Regions from separate parts of the Xenopus laevis genome. Here region 1 is linked to region 2. The links are chromatin contacts, called in public Hi-C maps. All regions are on one chromosome and are shown on one strand. Each heading gives the region's core, a stretch centred on a gene start, on an enhancer-like site or on the middle of the called end of the contact. The rest is flanking DNA. Distances are from core to core; before and after follow the strand shown. Region 1 has its middle 18 kb from the start of snap91.L. Region 2 holds the start of LOC108716886 (melanocortin-2 receptor accessory protein 2).

Region 1 (6,394 bases), core at 274-2,773, 300 kb after region 2:
TTGTATACAAAGTGAAATACTGATGCCCTCCATACATTTTCTTTTTTAAAAAACAAACCATTTTGGGTGGTTACTGGTTAGATATTTTTGCAAAATATATTGCAGAGCAGTGCTGCCACCTTGTGAATTCATCTGTAAGCAACCAGACTATGATGATTTCCAAAAATTCCCAGTTATGTAGAATTAGCAAGTGAAGTCTTCCTGTAATTCTTAAATTCACAGCCCAGATCACATTCACAACTTTTCAGCAAATTTTAAACTAGTCTGAGAGAGGGTCACAGCCCACATTTGCTGGGGAAATGTATAAGGATTCTTTATAGTTTATTTAGGATCAAGTTCATGGCAGAATTTTATTATAGAGAAAAGGGAAATCATTAAAATGTAATTATTTGATTAAAATGGAGTCTATGGGATATGGCCTTGCCATAATTTGTAGCTACCTGGATAAAAGGTTTTCCAGATAACAGATTCCATACCTGTACCCATTTTAGTTTTTTCCTTATCAGTATTTATAGCAGTCAGAACACCATGCGTTACAAGTGTTCTCTTGTGTCTATTTATATTGTTTTTTTTAATGCTTTATAAAGCTTTCTCTGGGTTCCTCCTTAGGTTTATATGAATTCCATTTTGGGGGGTACAAATGTTGGCAGGGAATCTGGTTGCCACATACTTTCACAAAGAAAAGCAACATGGCTTACACTGTTCCATTGTCACTGCCGAGGGTCTGCAGACTGAGTTTGCACCCCAGGAAACACAACACTTCGGGGAAAAAGTTTTATCATAGGGTATTGGTATGGCTCTGCAGAATTTCTCTACTGTCTCTCATCTAGACCAGAAAGACAGGTTTAAAAAATCCCTAAAAAGGAATGGGGTGAGGCTGGCCATTTATTCCAGTTCATCCACTGGGTCATTCACTGCATGTATATTCACTGTATATAAATACTCAAGTCATCAGTTGAGGCATCCACCTAACCTCGTAAAGTGATATGCATTCAGCAAGCTATCCTTGCTATATGCAGGTTAATCATATACATAATTATATGTCTGACCTTGATGCCATGCACCATTTGTAAGAAAATCTCTTCTCTATGCATTACATTATCAAGGCCATTCTTACAATAACCAAATCTTAGATTTTCCTTTTCACACTTCATTCTGTGTAAAACTGCAGTGTACTCTCCTGCTGCTGGAGTTTTGGTGTAAAGCTGGCCATACATATGGAGATCCACTCATTTGGTGAGGTCGCCAAACTACCGGATCTCTCCCCCCGATATGCCCACCTTGAGGTGGGCGATATCAGGCTGATCCGATCTTCATCATCATCATCATTTATTTATATAGCGCTGTCAAGATACGCAGTGCTTTAAATCTTGTGCCCCATATACTGGGCAATAAACTGCAGACTTAATCTGTCCCTAATCTGCCCATGTATAGGCAAGTAAAGCATGTAAGAGACTTGAGATAGCCATCAATGCATTTTGTGCCACAGGCCTTACCAGAGCTGGGCCAGACCGGACAGGTGCCCTAGGCAACCTGGCCAGCCTGGCACAGGCTGAGCGTGCGAATGCATGAACTGGTACTTGATGCTCGCGCACATCAGCGTGTGTGAATGCACGGAAGCGTGAATCGCCGTGCGGGCATGCGCAGAGCCTGACAGCCACTCAGTTTTGTGCCCTAGGCAAGTGCCTATTCTGCCTACCCCTTGGCCCGGCCCTGGGCCTTACAGTTTTTAGTCATATTGATTTAGGTTGCACTGCCCATATTTAGAGGGAGCTGTCCTTAGAGGAAACGTTTTCCAATTTGCTATAAAGAAAATGAATAAAAGTTATATATATATATATATATATATGCAACGGGAAGGCTAGGGCACACACATAAGGAGTTTACATACCTGGGTGCAATACAGAGATGCAATATTCACTCAAGAAAGATGCTGCTGCACACCAGGGTTTATTGTGAAAAAGTTAGTCCTTTATTTGATCGACGTTTCGGTCCTCACCTTGGACCTTTATCAAGATGACCTTTATCAAGATCTTGATAAAGGTCCAAGGTGAGGACCGAAACGTCGATCAAATAAAGGACTAACTTTTTCACAATAAACCCTGGTGTGCAGCAGCATCTTTCTTGAGTATATATATATATATATATATATATATATATATATATATATATATATATATATACATTTATATATATATATTTATATATATATATATATATATATTTGTTTAGCTTTAACAAGCTTTCACGTTTGAATAAAATATCTCTGAGTAATATATGTACCCTTCTTTTACTTACTAAGAAAGGGTATATAACAATGGTTTTCCAAATTCATAAACCAGTTCCTATTAAAGTGGTAGAAAAACGTTCAAAATATAAGTACAGTACAGTAAATATGCACAAAGTCTTCTTCTGAGCAATCCAATTAAATTTACATCTCCTTTTCAACAGTGAAAACAAAAAAGAGTTGATAACAGGGAGCAATACTTCTTTACACAGGAGGATTAGCCGGTAAGCCATTTATTTGCAATTGAAAATGTAGCCACTTCAGAAGTAGCAATCACCAGAGATCTTTAAAAGGAGCTTTGGAAAAAATATTTCTAGACAGCTATAGTTTAGAACACCTATATTTCATATGTATATTGCTATAGGGAAAGGATAGCTGGAATTCAATTAGATTCTAACTGATCACATAAATAGAGCACAGATTGTATACAAAGTGAAATACTGATGCCCTCTATTGGTGCACTTTTAGCATTATGCCCAAAAGTGATGTGCGGGTCGAGACATTCTTGAACCATGCCCGGCCCTAACCCACCCCCTCCCAATCTGCACCCGGCCTGGCCTATTGTCCCGCTATTTATAGACCCGCACCCGACCCTCCCGTCACAAAAGGGGCAGGGGCGGCCTCAAGTCTATATATTTAGGCGCCAGAAGTGCTAGGTCGTGGGCGGGGAGAACAGGAGAAGAGCTCGACCCACGACCAGAAGATTTGGTGCAGGAGTTGGCCCGAACCCACCCAACCCACGAGTAAACCTGAGGGTCCTGGGCTGGCCTGCACATCACTAATGCCCAATATTTTATCACTTGCAGTTAAGTTACTATGCATATCATGTTCCCCTCTTCTTAGAATTCTCTCTAGTAATGAGTAGTTCATGAAAATGTACTAGTTTTATCCACACAAACGACATTGCTACTACTGTGCTGCTGTGCAGAAATGTCTAGCATCTATTCATACACTTAAAGGAGAAGGAGAGGTAGCAATACAAAACTCCAGTAATTTTTTGCTGGCTATGGGTAACTGTCTAGTTGCAAATTTGCTCAGTGTTGATAAATGACCCCCAGTACTAGTGTGCTGATGGAAAGGGCAGTGTATACAAAGCAAGAGAAAGGCCAATATTCAAAATAGCAATTATATTCACTGGGTGTTGCATAGCAAATTGGGACCCCCTCATTATAGAACTTTCCTTGTCCTACTCAACACAGTTGACTATTTGTTCATCAACAGGCTCTTAGATGTTATTTCAGGATGTTTATAGCCAGCAGTTTAACTCACTAACAGGTGTTCAGTCTCTAGAGAACAATGTCTATTGCTATCTCTATATCCGTGATCCTGTCTGATGAGTCTCTACGCTGCCACGCGATGCTTTGAGCCTTTGGTTTCTTTACAAGCTATCCTCAGCCTGTCTCTCCCTCCTTTAATGTGCAACAGAACATGGCCTTATATTATCTATTCCTGTATTTCATATCTTCTGCTGATGCCTCTTGTCTCTGGCACTGCCAACTCCCTCCCAACACCCCTGGCCAATATAAAACTACCTAAAATAGTTCCTAAATATAGGGAGGACAGAATGATTACCCATGATCAGGGCCGCCATTAGAAATCACGGGGCCCCGTACAACAAAATTTTTGGGGCCCCCTGGGCCCCGCCCACACTGACGACCAAGCTCCGCCCCATATCCCGCCCACATCGCAGTTTAAAAGACCACACAGACATCAGCGCTAAAAAAGTAACCCCCCCCCCACACAAGTTGTAAAAAGCTATTGATGGTCAGGGCCCCCTTATCAAAAAAATTGGGGCCCCAAAAAAAAAAAAATTAAATTTTTTTTTTTTTTAAAAACATTGGTGGCAGGGGCCCCCTGTTAAAAAAAACTTGGGGCCCCAACAAAAAAAATGTAAAAAAAACTAAAAAATAAACAAACATTGGTGGCAGGGGCCCCCTTATAAGTTAAAAACAAATTGGGGCCCCAAAAAAATTTAAAAAAAAAAATAATTTTTTTTTGAAAAAAAAAAAAAAACTGGTGGCAGGGGCCCCCTTACAAGTTAAAAAAATTTGGGGCCACCAAAAAGAAAATTAATTTTTTTTTTAAAAAAAAAACCCAAAAAAAAACAATGGTGGCAAGGGGCCCCTTACGAGTTAAAAAAAAAATTGGGGCCCCAAAAACAAAAGTTTTAAAAAAAAGATTGGTGGCAGGGGCCTATAGAATATTAAAATAATACATTGGTGGCCAGGGGATTAAAAAAAAAAAAAACACAAACTGGTGTTCAGTAGAATTGAACTCATGGCTTCAGTACTTCAACTTCGCCTCCTTTCGTGACTTCGGGTCTTTTCACCGCTTCAGGACTTCGGCTTCGGCTGTTTTCGTGACTTCGGGTCTTTGCGCTGCTTCAGGACTTCGGCTTCGGCTGTTTTCGTGACTTCGGGTCTTTTCGGCGCTTCGTGACTTCGGGACTTCGGCTTTTTCCGTGACTTCGGGTCTTTTCGTCGCATCGGCTTCGGCTTTTCGGCACTTCCGCATTCGGCACTGAAGAGGCAAGACGTACGGCTCGGGCGCTCGTAAGGGGGGCCCGGATCTTCAAAAAAATGCAGCGCTGCCGGGCCCCCCTTCATGCCCGGGCCCGGTACGCTTGTCCCCCCTGTCCCCCCCTGATGGCGGCCCTGCCCATGATTACCCATTTACGTAGTTCCTATAACAAAGATGCTTTGTAGCCATGGGGACAGCCATTCAACGTGAAATAGGGCAAGAGGGTACAATATGAAGATTACTAAAATAAGCCTAAATATAGGAAGGACAGAATGATTACCTTTCAACTTGAAATAGGGCAAGAGGGTACGTTACTATAGTAAATAATGGGTAGGTTCTGTAGATTGCAATGGTTTAACCCATAGCCATGGAGATAAACAGAGGTCAAATGTAATTAATTTCTGCCTACAGAAATATAGAATTAAAACCTTTTTATACACATAGACTAGGACATTATTTGCCACGAAATATTGTATTTGTAGGTGCTGGTTGGACACATACAAATTTTACATGCATCCTGTTTTATGATGTTACTGGTCCTTTACCAGTTCTACAGCATTTTAGCAGTAATAAAAGTTTGGAAATAAAGTACAATACATTTTTGTTCAATACATTTCTAAATATACCTGCTTCATGTACATTTCTTTAAAAAAAAAACAAGCCATTTTGGGTGGTTAGATATTTTTGCAAAATATATAGCAGAGCAGTGCTGCCACCTAGTGAATTCAACTGTAAGCAACAAGACTATGGTGAGTTCTGAAAATGGCCAGTTAAGGAGAATTATCATATAAAGTGCGACCAAGGGTGATCCAGGCTGTGCCTAAATGTGGCGGCCACACGACTGGCACAGACCACTGGTGTCTTTCAATATACTTGGTGAGCTCCTTTAAAAGTGTATGTATGCATATTTTTCTATAGTCCTAATTGTATATTCATACAACACATTAATCGTTCAGATAGGAACAATAACAAATATAAGCAGCGCCATGTGTTAGGATACACAGGAGTAATAAATTGCTTGCTCCATAAAAAGTACAATTTAAGTAGGTGGCTAATTTAAAGATATAATATTAAGGAAATGAAAGGTACATGTACTCCAGACAATTTATTCACTGTTGGATTGCTTCTTGCTTCCTCTGCAGGTGTTCCACCTGACTCACCTCACCTCATGGCAGATAGAGTGGGATTTTATTAACATAAAGGATGGTTATTTATTATCAGGGGCGTAACTACAGAGGAAGCAGACCCTGCGGCTGCAGGGGGGCCCAGGAGGTATAGGGCCCCATGAGGCCCTAATTAATGAGCAATTTCAATATATATTGGTAAAAAAGGGCAACATGTGGTTATGTTGGGGGCCATAAAATGAATTTGCTGTTGGGCCCAGTAACATCTAGTTACGCCACTGTTTATTATTATTCTGCCTATTACCTTTGCAAACACAATAACAGCTTTCAATGTCATTTTAGCAGTTCAGGGTCAGACTGGATTACCGAGTGATATCCCAGTGGGCCCAGGCCCAATGGGGTCCAGCCTAAGACGATTCTCATCAGCCCAGCTCCCCTGCATCAATTGGCACATTGCAAGAGG
Region 2 (6,190 bases), core at 2,131-4,630:
CAGATAATCTGTATTATACATCCTAACATTGCATACTGGTAAATTTGAAACAATCAGCCAGCCTAAGGGTTCTTACAGACGAGCGTTGAAGCTGCTCTCCCCTGCGTTCCGTTTTTATGCATTCAGCTGCAGGGGAGCGCAGGAGTAGACGCATTCAGTTTTTTTCAATGGGGCATGTAGGTGCCGAATGCAGGAAAAATGCAGCATGTTGCGTCTCAACCTGCGTTCGGCGGCTACATGTGCCTGTGTGAGTACAGCCCCATTGAAAAAAACTGAATGTGTCTACTCCTTCGCTCCCCTGCGGCTGAACGCATAAAAACGGAACGCAGGGGAGCGCAGCTTCAAACACTCGTCTGTAAGAGCCCTAAGCAAGGGCATGTCTAATTAACCCCAGACATACCAATATGCAAATAAATCTTCTCACTTCCAGCTAAATCCAGTCCCTTTTTCTAGGTGGACTATTGGAAATTATGCTCAGTACATTAATCTTTGGCTGCTGCTGTTGACAAACTAGCATGGCGGAAGTTGCAGTTCAGTAAATATAATTATTTTTATATGTTCATTTATTGCATATTACAAAAACGAGCAGCCCACAGACAGGATCTCAGCGAATCCAAAATTCACATGTAGCTTGTTTAGCAAGCAGTTGAACCCCATCAATCCACTCACTCAGCAAAGTGGATACTCTCCGTGCCAGACAGCCACCAAAAAGCCAATCTTTGGTTGATGAGAACTAAATGTAGCATAATGTGCTTGGCTCCAGGTGAAACACAAATTTGGCAGAGCCCTTTCATACTTTGCCAGTGGCTTTAGGGCTCTTACTCATGAGCGTTTTTACCTGCGCTCCCCTGCGTTCCATTTTTCGGCGTTCAGCCGCAGGGGAGCGCAGGAATAGACGCATTCGATTTTTTCAAATGGGGCTGTACTCACACAAGCGCATGTAGGCGCCGAACGCAGGTTGAGACGCAACATGCTGCATTTTTCCTGCGTTCAGCACCTACATGCGCCTGTGTGAGTACAGCCCCATTTGAAAAAATAAAATGTGTCTATTCCTGCGCTCCCCTGCGGCTGAACGCCGAAAAACGGAACGCAGGGGAGCGCAGGTAAAAACGCTCATGAGTAAGAGCCCTTAAGGAGAAACAATGTGATTTGTCTTTAAGTGCTCTTACTCACTGGCGTTCTGACCTGTGCTCCCCTGCGTTCCGTTTTTTGGCGTTCAGCCGCAGGGGAGCGCAGGAATAGACGCATGTCATTATTTCAAATGGGGCTGTACTCACTCAGGCGCGTGTAGGCACCGAACGCAGGAAAAATGCAGCATGTTGCGTCTCAACCTGCGTTCGGCGCCTACACGCGCCTGAGTGAGTACAGCCCCATTTGAAATAATGACATGCGTCTATTCCTGCGCTCCCCTGCGGCTGAACACCAAAAAACGGAACGCAGGGGAGCGCAGGTCAGAACGCCAGTGAGTAAGAGCCCTTAAAGTGTTAATCTTAAAACACCTGGACCATTTTATATAGTCATAATAGCAATGGTTTGAGATCAAGTGGAAAATGTTCCAGTCTGACGCATATGATTTGTGAATGAATCCTTTATCAGATAAATGCCCCAATTAGATTAGATTAGAGGGTATAGAGAATGATGCACAGTGCTAAGGCTCCTACTACTGCACTACTCATCAATCCCCCCCACCTGCTCATAAACACAGAAATCAGAGCATGTACTGTCCCTTGTATTTTTTACGGGAATTTATTCAGGTATGGGACCTGTTATCCAGAATGCTCAGGAACTGGGGTTTTCCAAATAATGAATCTCTCCGCAATTTGGATCTTCATATCATAAGTCTACCAGAAAATCACTTAAACGTTAAATTAACCCAATAGGTTGGTGGTTTTGCTTCCAATAAGCATTAATTATATATTATTTGGGATCAAGTACAAGGTACTATTTTATTATTACAAAAAGCGAATCATTTTTAAAAATTTGGATAATTTGTATAAAATGGGGTCTATTGGAGTAATTCCATAATTCAGAGCTTTCGGGTTAATGGGTTACCAGATAAGGGATCCCATTCCTGTACTGTTCTATTATTAGAGAGAAAAGGGAAATCATTTAAACAATATTAATTATTTTTTTTAAATGAAGCCTATGGGTGATAGCCTACTCGTAATTCAGAGTGCCTGGATAACAGGTGTCCGGATAATGAAACCCATTAATGTATCAGGCTTTAAAGGTGTCTGTCCTACAGATATGATGCAATGACAATGGAAACTGCAGCACTGACTTCATTGGAACCTACTGCTCCCTGCCCAGAACTTTTCTAAATGTATTTTATATTAAATGTCCAGTAAACCAGAAGAACAACTAGGTTATATTATTTACATGTACATCTGTAAAACCCTTTGCACTACCCTATGAAGGCAACCACGAGCACACACACATATTTTATTAAGTAATTAAAGGGAAAATGTGTATTATTTACAGCTAGAATTGCCTTACAGCTCTTCCTGTTAAACAATAAAAAAGGCAGTCTCCACTGAATTCTGAAATAAAAGGGACCTGGACAGTGAACTGGTAGTAGTAAAGAGCCAAGATCATTATATGACTGCATAAGTGAGATCTGAAAAAGGCAGCATATACAGTAAATACAGTGTAAGGGGAGAGTGTTACTGTACATACTGTACATTAAAGAACAGATGCTAGCTTAGAATAAAGAGACACGTAATTGCAGGTAACAAACAGTATCATCTGAAAGAATTGCAAATGCTGTTACTTAAAAAAAAACAAAGAAGCAGGTTTTTAAATTATTTTAGTACCTAACTCTTACATTTATAAAGAAACAATAGTTGGATAAATGACTGCACTTTTACAAGATATATGCATATGTATTCAAAAATCACAGAGAGTAATAAGAAACAAATACAACTGTACACTAATATCATACATGTATGAAGTACTTACTGAAAAACAAGCAGATATTCTCAGGCTGTTGCATCTCTTCCCCGGTGACATCTAAATGCCATTCCATTCAGAAAGCAGCCCGCTCAGATAGGGTTGCAGCACACATGCGCACGATAAAGTGTTGCAGTCAACTCAGCTGCAGTTCCGCTAGCAAAGCACAGGGGTCACTGTTTACCTTTAATGTTGCATTGCCATTGGCAGGTGTAACTGGAAGACGTTATAATTCCACTCCACAGCACAGGACAATGAGGGCAGCATGAGCATTTGAATTCACAGTGATTTCAGGCTGCGAGGATTACACACGATGATTCATTTCTTGCTAGTCGCCTGCTCTCCTAATCTGATTGCAAGTGCGTCTTTAGTTCTACCGTATTGTGTTTTGTCCCTTCTTAGTGCTTCTTCCCTTCATTTGAACCACAGGATATATGAGCACCTGGAGCATATTGAATAAAACATGGGAATATGAGTACAGATCTTGTTTCAGATCTTTTTGTTGCAAATAACTTTTCTTTTTTCTTTCTTTTTTTTACTTTTTTTTTTTTTGCATGGAGTTTGTTTGAGGTTAGACTCTTGGCCTAGGCTCTTGTGTGGCAGATATGGGTCCCCAAATTAAATTTTTAAGTGCCAGGTTCTCCTGCACATCAGTGCCATAACATATTAGTACTACTGCAGCACTTTGCATATAGCCATGGCCCATGCAGTACACAACTCAGTCCCATGTGTCTACAGTACTGTAAGCTACCTGAGTAGCCTTTAAAGGAGAAGTAAACCCTAAAAATGAACAGGGCTAAAAATGCTATGTTTTATATACTGCACTTATTGCACCAGCCTAAAGTTTCAGCTTGTCAATAGCAGCAATGATCCAGGACTTCAAGCTTGTCAGAGGGGGTCACCATCTCATATGCTCAGTGGGCTCTGAGCAGCTGTTGAGAAGCTAAGTTTAAGGGTTGTCGAAAATTATCCAGCAGAAAATGAAGTTGGCCTGTAATATGAGATGACGCTACAGGTAGGGATGCACCAAATCCACTATTTTGGAATCGTCTGAATCCTTCGCGAAAGATTCGGCCAAATACCGAACCGAATCCTAATTTGCATATGCAAATAGGGGTTGGAAGGGGAAAAATGTTTTTCCTTCCTTGTTTTGTGACAAAATGTCATGCAATTTCCCTCCCCACCCCTAATTTGCATATGCCTGGGGTGTCAGGTAAGTAAAAGTAGTCACTTGGGGATGCCTAACCCCAAGTAGAAAATGGTATTCTTTCTCCTTAAATACCCATGGAATCATTTGCACAGACAGTTTCCACAAACATGCCTGCTGCATTTGCTTTCCTTGGTTCAACATACACAGTTTTTATGCAGGGTGGATAACAACATGCTGATTCCCTTAGGAGTGCAACACAGTATGAATCCATGATCAAGCTCAAGATCAGAGAAAAGTAACCTTTTTACTTCCTGACACTTTCCACCCTTCATTTACATTATCTCCTGGGAATGTTTCATGCTCTTTAGGGACATATCGATGGTCATTTTTAGTTTATGCATTATGTATATTATATATATACATATTTATTGCAAAAAAGCTGTTGCACTCTAGGGACTTTTGCAGATAGATAAAGAACTTTATTTAGATCCAACGAATCCAGGATTCGGTTTGATGTTTGGCCAGGATTCTGCCTTTTTAAACAGAATTTGAATTTCACCAAACCAAATCTGAATCCTAAAAATCATGTGACTTTTCTTCACAAAACAAGTAAGTAAAAAATATTTCTCTCTTTTTCCCACCCCTCACTGATTTCAGTATGCAAATTAGGGTTCCAATTCGGTTTGGTATTCGGTCGAATCTTTCACAAAGGATTTGAGGGGTTAGGCTAAATCCAAAATAGTGGATTTGGTGCATTTATTTATTTATTTTTGTTTGTTTTTTTACTTATGCGTTTATATTATTTGCCATGTTGAAATACACATTTTGCCTGTAAAAACTAATTCTAAATATTATATTTGAGCTATTTTACTGGGGTTTTAGCAGCAGTTGGCGGCTGGTAATTTTGCATCCTTAAAATCAATACAGGTATCAGACCTTTCCAGAATTGTCGGGACCTGGAGCTTTCCAGGAAACAGATCTTTCTGTAATTTGGTTCTTCTTAAACATTAAAATACCCAATAGGCTGGTTCTGATTCTATTAAGGATCAAGTTCAAGGTACTGGTTTATTATAACAGCTAAAAAAATAAATAGTTTTAAAAAAATGTGGATTATTTAATAAAAATGGAGTATATGGATCCCATACCTGTATATAATATTATTTTAAAAAATCTTGGCACGTTATGCTTTAACCTTTTCCTATACAGACAGCAGCAAGACAACATCTGGTACCTAATGTAGTAAACTACCATAAACAGCAGTTGCATGAAATACATTTTCCTACAATTGCAACTATGGACAGACCCAAAGCTTTTATTTTTAGAAGTAACTAATTGCAAAACATTTCCTTGTAAACTGCACTTATCTTATGCACAGATAAAATATGCATTCCCAGCAGAAAACAGGATTATGGATGCACCTTTGCCACCTCTAATGCCGCATACATCACTCTGTGCATTATCGCACAGCTGGGCTCTATGAAGGAGACACAATTAGACATGAGACACAAAAGAAATGGTGCCAGTTCCCCCCTCCTCAGTCTTTCACTGTTCCATTGTAAAGTGATCATGTCTGGGACTTGAAGTCCCTCTACTTTCCAGAGAATCTGAGCACCACCCATTAAGGTAAGTAGAAAGATTTCAAGTCTCAGAATTCAGCACTTCACAATGGAACAGTCAGGGAATGGGTTGCATTACACTACCAACCCGCAGCACTGTGCCAATTGGATGAGTTAAGAAACTCGCCTCAAGCTGTAGTGCCCCACTGTTTACCGGGGGTAGCAAACATGCCCACGCCTGGTAAGTTTAAGGAGTTTTTTTTACTAAACTTCAAATGTATCTGGTCGGGCATTTTGGGGATAAAACTATAATTTTTTGTGAATTTTTTTTCCAAGATTTATTATAACCTGATGCTGGAAAAAGACAGAATCTGACGAGGTCCTGTGTAAAGTCAGTGGGAATGGCACCTATCTCAACTTGAAGTTATCATGGTCTGTGCTGAGTTTAGCTCGGAAATCTGACTTTTTGGGCAAAAACGTGAAAAAAAATCAAGGGTTTTAGGGAAAAAAGCACAAAAAATTTGAGCGATTCGGG

What was found. A called contact is a pair of places that touch in the nucleus more often than the background predicts.
Region 1: a contact with region 2 is called in a Hi-C map of the XL177 cell line, with 4 times the contacts expected there. The contact joins the enhancer-like site here to the promoter of LOC108716886 in region 2. A contact is called at or near these places in 2 of 4 Hi-C or Micro-C datasets (the XL177 cell line and the XTC cell line).

The regions. Positions count from the first base shown.
Region 1 is chr5L:91,492,823-91,499,216 of Xenopus_laevis_v10.1, forward strand. No RefSeq gene overlaps it. Among protein-coding and RNA genes, the nearest start is that of snap91.L, 18 kb to the right of the region's middle. Within about 2 kb of position 1,524, at least 2 of the 7 cell types and tissues checked have an H3K27ac peak or open chromatin away from gene starts, as enhancers often do.
Region 2 is chr5L:91,189,020-91,195,209 of Xenopus_laevis_v10.1, forward strand. LOC108716886 (melanocortin-2 receptor accessory protein 2) reads right to left here and starts at 3,381. Exons shown (of 4, transcript XM_018263423.2): 1 at 2,959-3,381.